Linked DNA regions of Xenopus laevis: region 2 is linked to region 1. A link is a contact called in public Hi-C data. All regions are on one chromosome and are shown on one strand. Each heading gives the region's core, a stretch centred on a gene start, on an enhancer-like site or on the middle of the called end of the contact. The rest is flanking DNA. Distances are from core to core; before and after follow the strand shown.

What was found. Hi-C and Micro-C count contacts between places; a contact is called where the count stands out from the background.
Region 2: a contact with region 1 is called in a Hi-C map of the XL177 cell line, with 4 times the contacts expected there. The contact joins the promoter of nufip1.S here to the enhancer-like site in region 1. A contact is called at or near these places in 2 of 4 Hi-C or Micro-C datasets (the XL177 cell line and the XTC cell line).

The regions. Positions count from the first base shown.
Region 1 is chr2S:125,136,897-125,142,277 of Xenopus_laevis_v10.1, reverse strand. The region is part of intron 1 of LOC108709791 (TSC22 domain family protein 1); the gene reads left to right. Among protein-coding and RNA genes, the nearest start is that of LOC108709791, 31 kb to the left of the region's middle. Within about 2 kb of position 1,962, at least 1 of the 7 cell types and tissues checked has an H3K27ac peak or open chromatin away from gene starts, as enhancers often do.
Region 2 is chr2S:125,280,194-125,285,213 of Xenopus_laevis_v10.1, reverse strand. nufip1.S (nuclear FMR1 interacting protein 1 S homeolog) reads left to right here and starts at 3,068. Exons shown (of 10, transcript NM_001096952.1): 1 at 3,068-3,313. The coding sequence starts at 3,115. It also overlaps the pseudogene LOC108708987.

The DNA of each region.
Region 1 (5,381 bases), core at 713-3,212:
CATTCTGTGGCTTCATCATATTAGTGCTGTGGCACATGAGGGGCTTTGATTGCCACTGCTATTTTCTTGACATTCACTAAAATGGGAAGTGCCACAGGTCTCCCAGCACCCACAGTGGCTGCTCAAAAAAGGGCCACCTGCAACTCTAACTAGAAAATCACATGCAGTCGTGTCATATTGTATTAAATGATATTCAGCTTCCTCTCCGTAAGCTTCACTCCCAGCTGACCATTACTGAAAGTTTTAAACAAGGGACACCATTTAGAAGTTGTGACAATAAAGACAAAACAATGATCCATTAATTGGTGTTTTTTTAATTTACAGAATTTGTTACAGAACATTTTCAACTCAAACCCTTACAACTGTGTACAATACATTGTGCAGCATATCCCAATTAACCCAATTATGTGTAATAATAGTCACCCGCCTCTCCAGCTAATTAATCATCCTTAGATTTTTTTTCTTGGCTTTGCTCATGCGAGTGCTTTATCAACTAATGTTCTGTTTCATGTAAACAACCTTGATCTTTTAGCTAGCTTTCTTCAGCAATTAATACAAAACCTCCAGGAGACCGTTAAAGGCTATCTGTTGATGTCAAATTTTCTTTTCTTTTGTGCTTTATTTAACAGGCTTGATTTATGATGTGGTAGAGGCAAATTGAAATTTAGCTTCGCTTAATTTTGATTAGTGTTTAAAAATCCCCTCCAAATACCCCCTGTTCTGCATCTGAGAATCATTTTAAATTTCCTGCCCAGGACATAATTCCAGTTGACATTAGCCTTAAGAATGTAAAATGCAGCAGGAAAATTTGTGATTTTTACATGTTGCATGTCAAAAGTGATAGCAGTTCTTTAAAATCCATGGGTTGTTTTGTCTTATCAGCACAATTTCAATTTCATGAGACATTCTCCTGGATATGGAAGAATTTTAACAACCTTTGACTCTAGTGTCCATTGGTGAAAGGTAGATTTCATGTCAATGCCAAATATTTGTTGCCCAACAAGCAAGGGATTATAGGGCTATTTTCATCAGCATTGCAGTGGTTTTCTTTTATCTGAAAATGATGCATAAAATTGTGTATTGTATTAAAGTTTTACTTTAGTGCTGGAAAATTATTTTATTTAGTGCTTGTTTTACTTTTACAGGGGAATCTATTTCTCTAGGACTGTATATTTTCTGACAAATAAATGTGCTTTGTGGCACTGATTTTAAATATACCAATGTTCTTATGTATACTATTATCAGACTAGCTGAATTCTCAACTAGTGAGACTAGTTAATCTGTTCACTGTTGCTTTGCTGGCAAATTCACGAAGGGAAAAATTTGCAAAACGCATGGTCATTTGGGCCCCCTACAGCCCTGTGTATGTGCATTGGCATTTTAGGCAGTCTGTCAATTTGCACAAAGGTTATACGTATATTGGCCCAAAAAAGGCACATTTAGAGCCAATTTTTAGATTGTAGGCACAGCGACAGGCTGATACCTGCTGGCAGAGAAAACTATACACATGACATGTCCAGTTTACTGCCCTCCAGCTTTTGTGCTCCCTTTTCCTAGACAAATATATTCAAGCTGTCTTTCAAAACAACAAACTCTGCAGGTAGGCATTTAGTAAAGCCTAACATCATTATTTTAGAAATAGTAGAGAATTTTTAATTCATTTTATTTGTAATGTTTCTTCTTATCATGAGATTAATTGTATTGAAACTTTTTGTATGATAATTCCCCTTTAAGTACCAGTTGGAGGCCAGTAGGTTTAACTTGCCTGATTTATGCAATGCTCCACTTCTTAAATGAAGGGGTTCTTTATCATGAGTCCTGCTTTCTCTAAATCTGTCTGTGAATATTAGACTGTTTAGATGGGAGTAACTCCAGCCAGGAGTGTAATCACACTTGTCATTTAAAAAGGGGCATGAAATGAGATTCCAGTCTCCAGACTAATCCTCTGCAGTAAGCGCACATGTTAATGTATGGACAACTCAGCAGCAAAAGAAAGCTAGAATACTGCTAGGTACTGCTTGTGATCAGCTCTTTGTCTCTGACCTCTTTTCAGTGACTGTTAATTCCTAAACAACTGTTAATTGGCAGCTCATTGGGCAGTGTATGGGGCCCTCCAACGGGCTCCCCTGATCGATATCTGGCCAAAAGTTGGCCAGACGTCAAATGGGCGGGTTTTAAAATTCCATCGGAAAGAGGACCGCATTTGTTTATTGATGTGGCCCTTGATCCAACTTCCCATATTCTCCTGTTTGTAATCCAATAATTGGGCCCTAGGGTCCACAATCCGATCAGCCCAATATCGCCCACCTTAAGATGGATTGCTGTATGTATGGCCAGCTTGCACCTGGAAACAACGAGGAATGTAACCTAGCGCTGATGGGGACAATTTAAAAAACAAAAACAAAAAAAACTACTACTGTTACCCCAACCAGAGTGTGAGCTCTATAAGTCCGCACCTTTGGTTGGAGATAAAATATTTAGCCAACAGGTGCCCTTTAAAGAGGGTCTAAAGTCAAGAATAAAACTTGCTTGAGAGCACTTCTTTTTAAAGATATTACCAATTTTACAATAGCAAATTTACCAAATTTAAACTTTTTTCAGCTTTTTTTAAGATAAACCAGGTTCAACACTTTCAGTCAAAAACGGTCACTTTTATATTGGTGCCAGTTTAACTAAATGTTTAGTCACTCCTAAAAATTGTTTGCTCGTTAGTAGTTTTATGTAGTTTAATTGGCCTGTTTCAGTGACCAGTAATGACATTACACTGGGTTGCCTCTTGTAGTTCTGTGAGTGCTGGTTCCTTCGTGATATAGTTGTGTGGATGTTTTGAACTGCATCCAGACCTGCTGTTTGTATATGTTTGTGTGTATATATGTATATAGTATGGCACTCAATTGGAATACTTGTGAAAACTCTAAATGTATTTGTAAAACAAAATGTGTGTGCAATTATAGGATTTCATACATCCTAACCCCCATAAAAATATATCTGCAGGAGTGGTTAAAAAAAAAAAAAAGAAGAAGCAATTTGGGGTCATTTTAATGATGCTCCTTGCACAGTTTTGAAGACTGAACTCCTCCCTGTGAGTAGACTGTACCTCTAAGCTGGTAAAAGAAGCTTATGGGTTCAGTAATTATTCATGTAGCAGTTTTTTTAGTATGGGGATATATTTACACCCAAAATGGAAAACAATCTTTATTTTATTATACGTTTGTTTTTGCCTGCAGCTCTCTTGTGCAGAGATGCTGTGTCTTCACACATTTTGGTGTATTGTAAACATGAATAGTGCTGTGTATATAAACGCTATATAAAGGATGTTCATACATATAAGGACATAGACTATTGTGTATGTATTATCTTTTTTATATATTTATTTGCTTACATATACATTTGAATGCCAGCTTTACTGTGTCTGCATAACCATTTTTGGCCTGGTGAAGCACAGACAGTGTAGTAAATGTAGTTTTTGATAAATGTATTTTATTCATTCCAGAGTAACATTTTTACAGAATAGCCACTAGATGTCACTATAAAGCATTCAAGCATCTAGCTGACCATGCACTGGTTGCTTGCTGCCACCTTTTGAATAATCCTTAGAATTACATGTCGTCTGTCATGGGGGAATAATGAACTTTTTAGTGAACTGTTAAAACACTGTGCACATAGTGCCTGGAAGGGATAATAGGATCCCTGTACTGCAAGGGAGCAAAACTAACATCATCATAATGATCGTTTGCTCTATAAATTACTTGACTATTTTTACATTGCATTTGGAATACAGTCATGCTACACGTGTGTAACTAAATTCTGGCCATGGTGGCTATATGTAGGACCTCTCAAGAAACCCATAAAACAATAGCAGTCATGGAATTGTAGAATTACTGGCATTCAGGTACTGTCGGTGCCATAGATACAATCGTGTGTGTGAGTGTAAAAAAGACAAGAGAAGAATTTTATGCATTTTAGACCATTTGTTCAAAGAAAAATTTCTCTTTTGTGTAGTCAAAAATCCACCCCCCACCCCCAGGATTTGGTTGGGGGTTCTGACATTTTCTGCCGGATTAAGCCGAATCCAAGTGCCTGGCCAAACCCAATCGGACTCCGTGAGATCACATGACTTACAGGAGGTTAAATCTGTGTGATACACTGTTCTCTTTAGCACTTCCTAACATATGCAATTTAGGGTTTGGATTGGGTTGGGGATTCTGCTTAATTTTCCATGAAGGATTCACCCAAATCCCAAAATAATAGATTTGGTGCTTCCTTCGTTTTTTTCCCCTTGTGATACTGCCATCACATAATGCTTTGTTTTTTCTTACAATGTTTTGCACAGAGCTTTTGTTTGCTTTGTGAGTAGTTTCTGTAAAATACTATTGGTTTATTGCAGTTTTTGCTTCCTGTTTATTATTTCTAGTTCACTGGGACATAAACCTGCTATGAGTTTATCCCCTATCATGTCCAGTGACCACTTTTTATTTCCATATGTTCTTTTAATGTATTCTTTTTGCTGTTGTGATGGCTTTTTTTGCAGTGCACAGTATGTCATTTATACCTTGCTGACCAAGATGCCTGTAGTACCACTGGCAATAGTTTGCAGTTGTTTTTGAGAAGATTAAATTAAGATTAAATTAACTTTTAGTATGATGTAGGGAGTGATATTCTGAGACACTTTGCAATTGGTTTTAATTTTTTATTATTTGTCGTTTATGAGCTATTTAGCTTTTTATTCAGCAGCTTGTTGCTAGGTTGCAAATTACCCTAGAAAAAATGAATTGGTTTGAATAAGATACTGGAATATGAATAGGAGGGGGGCTGAATAGAAAGATGAGTAATAAAAAGTAGCAATACCAATACATTTGTAGCCTTACAGAGAATTTGTTTTTTTAAATGGGGGTCAGTGACATTACTATATCTGCTTTATTTGCACAAACAACAGTTGTACTACCAAATAGAATCTCCTAAGGATAAGGCCACACAAGGAGATTCGGGGAGATTTTGTCGCCTGGCGACTTATCGCCTCGTCTTTTGCGCGACTATCTCCCCGAACTGCCTCGGCGTTTTCCCCCATAGGCTAGAATGAAAAGTCGCCTGCGCTATTGCACACACGGCGATGCGTTTTCTATAGTCGCCTGAAGTTGCCTCACTGAGGCTACCAGCCCAAATAGGGGCTACCAAGTAGCTACCAAGTAGCCAATCAAAGCTCATATTTGGAACCCCCAAGAACTTTTGCATGCTTGTGTTGCTCTCCCACATCTTTTACATTTGAATTTGGCTTACAGGTAAAAAAGGTAGGGGATCCCTGCTTTAGAGCAATGTCTCTTCTGTTTTCTTTTGTAGTTGACCTTTGTAGTAATTGCTTTCATTTACCACTGTGTGGCAGT
Region 2 (5,020 bases), core at 1,819-4,318, 140 kb before region 1:
TAAAAAATCATCTGGGGGAAAAATTGTAATTCAAGTCGCGTGACATTAAGGGGGTTATTTATCAAAATCCGAAATGTTCTCACTATTTTCTGAAAATGACTCCGACCAAATCTGCACAGACTTTCCTCCTCTATTTATCAATAAATTTTCACCAAAAATTCTTGTGCGGGAAAAGACTCAATATAATAGTGAGAAAATCCAAATCGTACAATTTTTTCGGATTTGTCGCCCGAAACCACAAAATCGTTGGATTCTTGAACAAAACCCAGTGCAGATCAGGATATATTAAAAATGTACTTGAATCCTGGAATCAATGCAGCCCCAGACATAATTCCTGTGCATTAAGCATGCCTACTTGGAAATGAGAAATAAAAAATGTGATGGAAGAATTCCACTAGTTACCACCATTGATGAACTAAATATTACAACCCATTGTGGCTGGACAGTATATAAGCAAATGCATAAAAATCCCATAATAAAATTGTTTTTTTGTAAAGCAGCAACTTTGAATCTACCTTTTAGATTTCTATTTAAAACAAAGAGAAAAGAGTTCAGTGATGGTCAGGCAGGAAGGTTCATGTCAGTTAAATTGCTTGACCATATCATGAAAAAGGGCACATGTGGCCCAAAACATGTAGATTTAATAAACATTTGCAATGTTATTCTGCTTGGTAAATGTGCTCTTTTGTAATGGATTCTCATTGCCCATATAACCCCTCCTAAAGGGGAACTATCATGAAAATTTAAAATAAGCTTTACCATACTAAAAGAAGACATTTTTGAACAAAATCGTGTGTTCCGCATGGTTTATAAAACAATATAGTTTGTCTTCCCTATACCCCTGTCAGCATCTGTCTTCATTCTCACTTCATGCACTCATGTCAGATTCTGATTGACAGTTAGGTCAAATAGAGGCTTTGAGGAGTGCTGCTTTTATTAGTTGATGCATTGTAGCTTACCCTTTATAAAGGCACAGGAGGTTAAAATCTCTTAGATGATGGGAAAATGTTAATATCTCCTTCTGATTATATAATGTTCTGATCCCCTGTGTTTCTGTATTTGTGTGATACTGATTATAATAAACAAAAGTTCCCTCCCACCATCTAATTGGGCATTAGGTCCCCCATTCTAGAACATAAAAAAGATGTTGGCATGATGCAAAGCTTGCCTTCATTACAGTGTGCACAAAATGGTGCCTGCCACAATGTGAATTCCAAGACTAAAAGCAACAACACTGAAATAATTTATATAGTGTTATTGAAGTTTATTTTGCTTGACTACCATCATAAAATAAAATCTAGAAATAATTCCTAGGGTGAGTAGTCCTCCTAATACAGATCTCCCTAGCCTCCAAAACCACTACTTATTGCACAAAATGGAAATGATATACTTGAACTAAACAAGGTTCAACACATGTAACAAGTAGCTTCAGTGTATTGATTTAGCATGTTATTTTTAACATACCTTTCTGGAGAATCTGATTGCTTCTTAAACCCTGGTGGAAGAGTTGGCCCAAAAAAAAGTCATCATCTGCTTCTGTGCTGACTATTGGCAGACTTTGTTTGCTGTGAATGATATTATACTCTAATAACAGCTCTGACACCACATTTAAGGAAAAATAGATTTTGAATACACCAGGATATTTATGGCAACAGACAAGGCATCAGATCACCTGCTGGTCACATTTCTAGTTCAGGCAGTTTGTGATTGTGACTGATTGAGACTTTGTGAACATTGGAGACATAGGGAAGCTACCTAGCTCTATCACTATTGTCTATTTTGTAGCCATGACAGTAGATTAGATGCAACTTGTAGCTCTTTGTGTCTTCTCCCAAAAAATTAAGCAAAATAATAACAAAAAACCCAAACTGTTGTTTTAGCTGTAACATTATTCAAGTTAATTTAGATGTAAACTGCTCCTTTAGTAAATGTAAGGTATATGTATTTAAAGTGGCCTTACACAAAGATCTGCTAGTTTGGAAACCTCTGCAAACGAGTCGCTCTTTCTCCCAATGTGCCCACCAAAAGCAGGGCAATATCGGGCTAAGCCCTGGAAAATGTACTACTTGGGGTGTTTTAAGATCAGCTTAGCAAGTATTTTTGTGTTTTTAATATGGAAATTAATGCCATGACCATGGTTTCATTTTTTTTACAGTTAAGACTGACCTGCTTTTATAATATTTGTTTTTGGATGTATTTGAACTTCTTTTGTATGATATGGACTCCTGCTCACTGTCATCTGACAAGTCTGAGCTGCTGCTGTCACACTTGTAGCCAGGTGGCAGCACTGGGCCTGCAACTAAATAACAGGGAAAGTATTAGGAGGAGGTCATGGTTGATACTTTTTAGCGAGACTCCTACAAGGAACAGCTTATTAATAACATGAAATATGGAAGGACGTAACTATTACTAGGTCAATTATCCTGACTATACTGTAAGTGCTTTTCTGTTGCCATAGATATTGTTAACTATGGCAAACAGGGTGAAAAATACTTCATGGGTCATTGTAATGTAATATATCTACATGCTGCCTTTTTCTTATTAAGCTTACTTCCTGCAGTTATTGCTTCTACCACATGATTTGATTTTTAATGCTTTGAAAAATAATTTACTTTAAAAAAAAAAAAACACTTACTTTTAGGATGCTACCAACACCAGAAAATAGCTTTTTTTTACATCAATCTTAACATTGCCTTTGAATGCTATTTATCATTTTGCCATAAAAGTATTTGCCTGATGCTTTTACATTACATTTATTACCCCATGTTCCTCTATGAACACCGTGACGTTGATTCAGTGCGACGCGATTTCCGGCGCGTTCAGATGACAGCGCGCTAATGTTTTGCGGCCGCGGCGGTGGGGGTGCTTGCAATTATGCAATACTTTACATTTGGGTCTTTGGCACTTGACTAGCATCTTAAATAAACATGCACGTGAGGTGTTGCTTCCTCTCTGTATAATCTGTCACTCAGGGCGTCTCAGGGAAATACATTGTTTGGGAGAAGAGGTTGTTTTGCCCTTATCAAATATGGCGCAGTTGTCAGTTTTACACGGAAGTGGGAGAATAGTTGAGTAGGCACGTTTTCTGATGTGTGCGCTGTGCTATCCACTAGTATGGAGAACTTAAATCATTACCCGGCCCCGGGACTCAGACCTCCGATGTTTACAGCTGGGCCTTGCACAGGCCCACCACCAGTTCCATGGTTTCATTGTCCTCCACCTTCCCCTCAGGGGCTGTGGGGTGGAGGATGGAACCAGTGGCGACCCCAGTACAGGCAGCAGCAGCCGTCATACAGTGAGCAGCATGGAGGAGGTGAGTGCTGGCAGGAATGGATTCGAGACCCATTCACCCATACAACACAATATATCGAATGCCTAATGTATTCCTAAATTCGGTAGGGGACTCTGAAAAAGTGCAAGGGTCATTCACAGGCTATATAAGCAGAAACACTGTGCTTGTGGTTACCATATAATTAATTAAATGATAGTTATCTGAAATCCAAATGCTACACTGGCTGAGCTGTATAGGGACACTGCAGGGTGCATCCTATCCAAACAAGTATTCTTATATCCATTCAGCACATATTGATGGATTATGAACTCCGATCATTTGCTAAAAGGCCAATTTAACTAACTATGATAGAAAATATCTGATTTTAAGATGTTAGAGAATGGCTAATTCTAAGCAACTCTTCAATTGGTCTTCATTCCTTCTTTTTTTGTGATTTTTTTTAAAATTATTTTCTAGCTTTCGAATGGGGGTCACTGACCCCATCTAAAAAAACAAATGTTCTGTAAGGCTACATATTTATTGTTATTGCTACTTTTTGTTACTTTATATTCAGACCCTCTCCTATTCATGCTTCAGTCTCTTATTCAAACCGGTGCATTACAACTGGGGTAATTTGGACCCTAGGAACCAGATTGCTGAGATTGATAACTGAAGAGCTGCTGAAAAAAGCTAAATAATGCAAAAACCACAAAAGAATTGTATATTGTCTTAGAATATCACTCTCAATATCATACTAACGGTTAACTCAAAGGTGAACAACCTCTTTAAACAGGCCATGAATGCATAGACAGCAGCTCGGTTTTCATATAGGACATCGTGATCTGGAAAACCTGTAGTACAGTTATGGCAACATTGGCTCTACACACACAGATATTGTTGTATGAACCAAGGGATATGATGGAAATCTTCAAACCTCTCAGATGGCAGAAGAAACTGGATCCACGGTAAATATTCAGGGCTGTATTTTGGTGCTGCGGGCGCCAGACCTCAGCCCTTGATCAGCACTTACACAGAAGAACCTGCTGTACTTTAGATTAAAAAAAAATCAAGATAAAGTTATTGATAAGCTCTGCAGGCTACGGAAAAAGAACAAATAACAGAACCTAGCACAGTATTGTTAACATTCAGTTTAATCAATAGCGTGCTGCAACACAATTCTGTGAGTGTCTTGAACTATAGAAAGTCTTTGCACATCATTTTCTTGTGTGTCCTAAAGTGCTCTAGTGATTTTAACAAAGTGCTATCTCCAAAGTTAAATTAAAATTAATTAATACAAGTTGTTTATTGTGCTTTCTTCAAAAGGTAGAATTATTTAAAGCATGGTTCAAACAATTAAAACATCATATCAGTATCAACTCAAGGGAGTTTCTTTTTATAAATCACACTTCTGAGTGCATATCAAACAACCACTTCTTTAGTATTATGGTGCAGACTGTGGAGGTGAACCTTTGCAATACAAAGAGATGGATTCTGCCGGGGTTTCCCTCTCTTGTGTTCCACCTATGCATCCACTAACGGCTGTGACTGGAAGTGATGTCACACCTAACCTGTTTGTTTGAGGACAGCTTCTTCAGAGATGCACTGTATATATGCTGATTGTTGGGGGTTCAGGTACCCAGCACTGCTGCTGGATTTGGCCGGCGAATATCTAGTGGCAACCCGCGGAGAAATTCTCAGTAGTTTTACCAAAGAGTCAAAAGCTGCCACCCTAGACATGGGCCCTCAAGT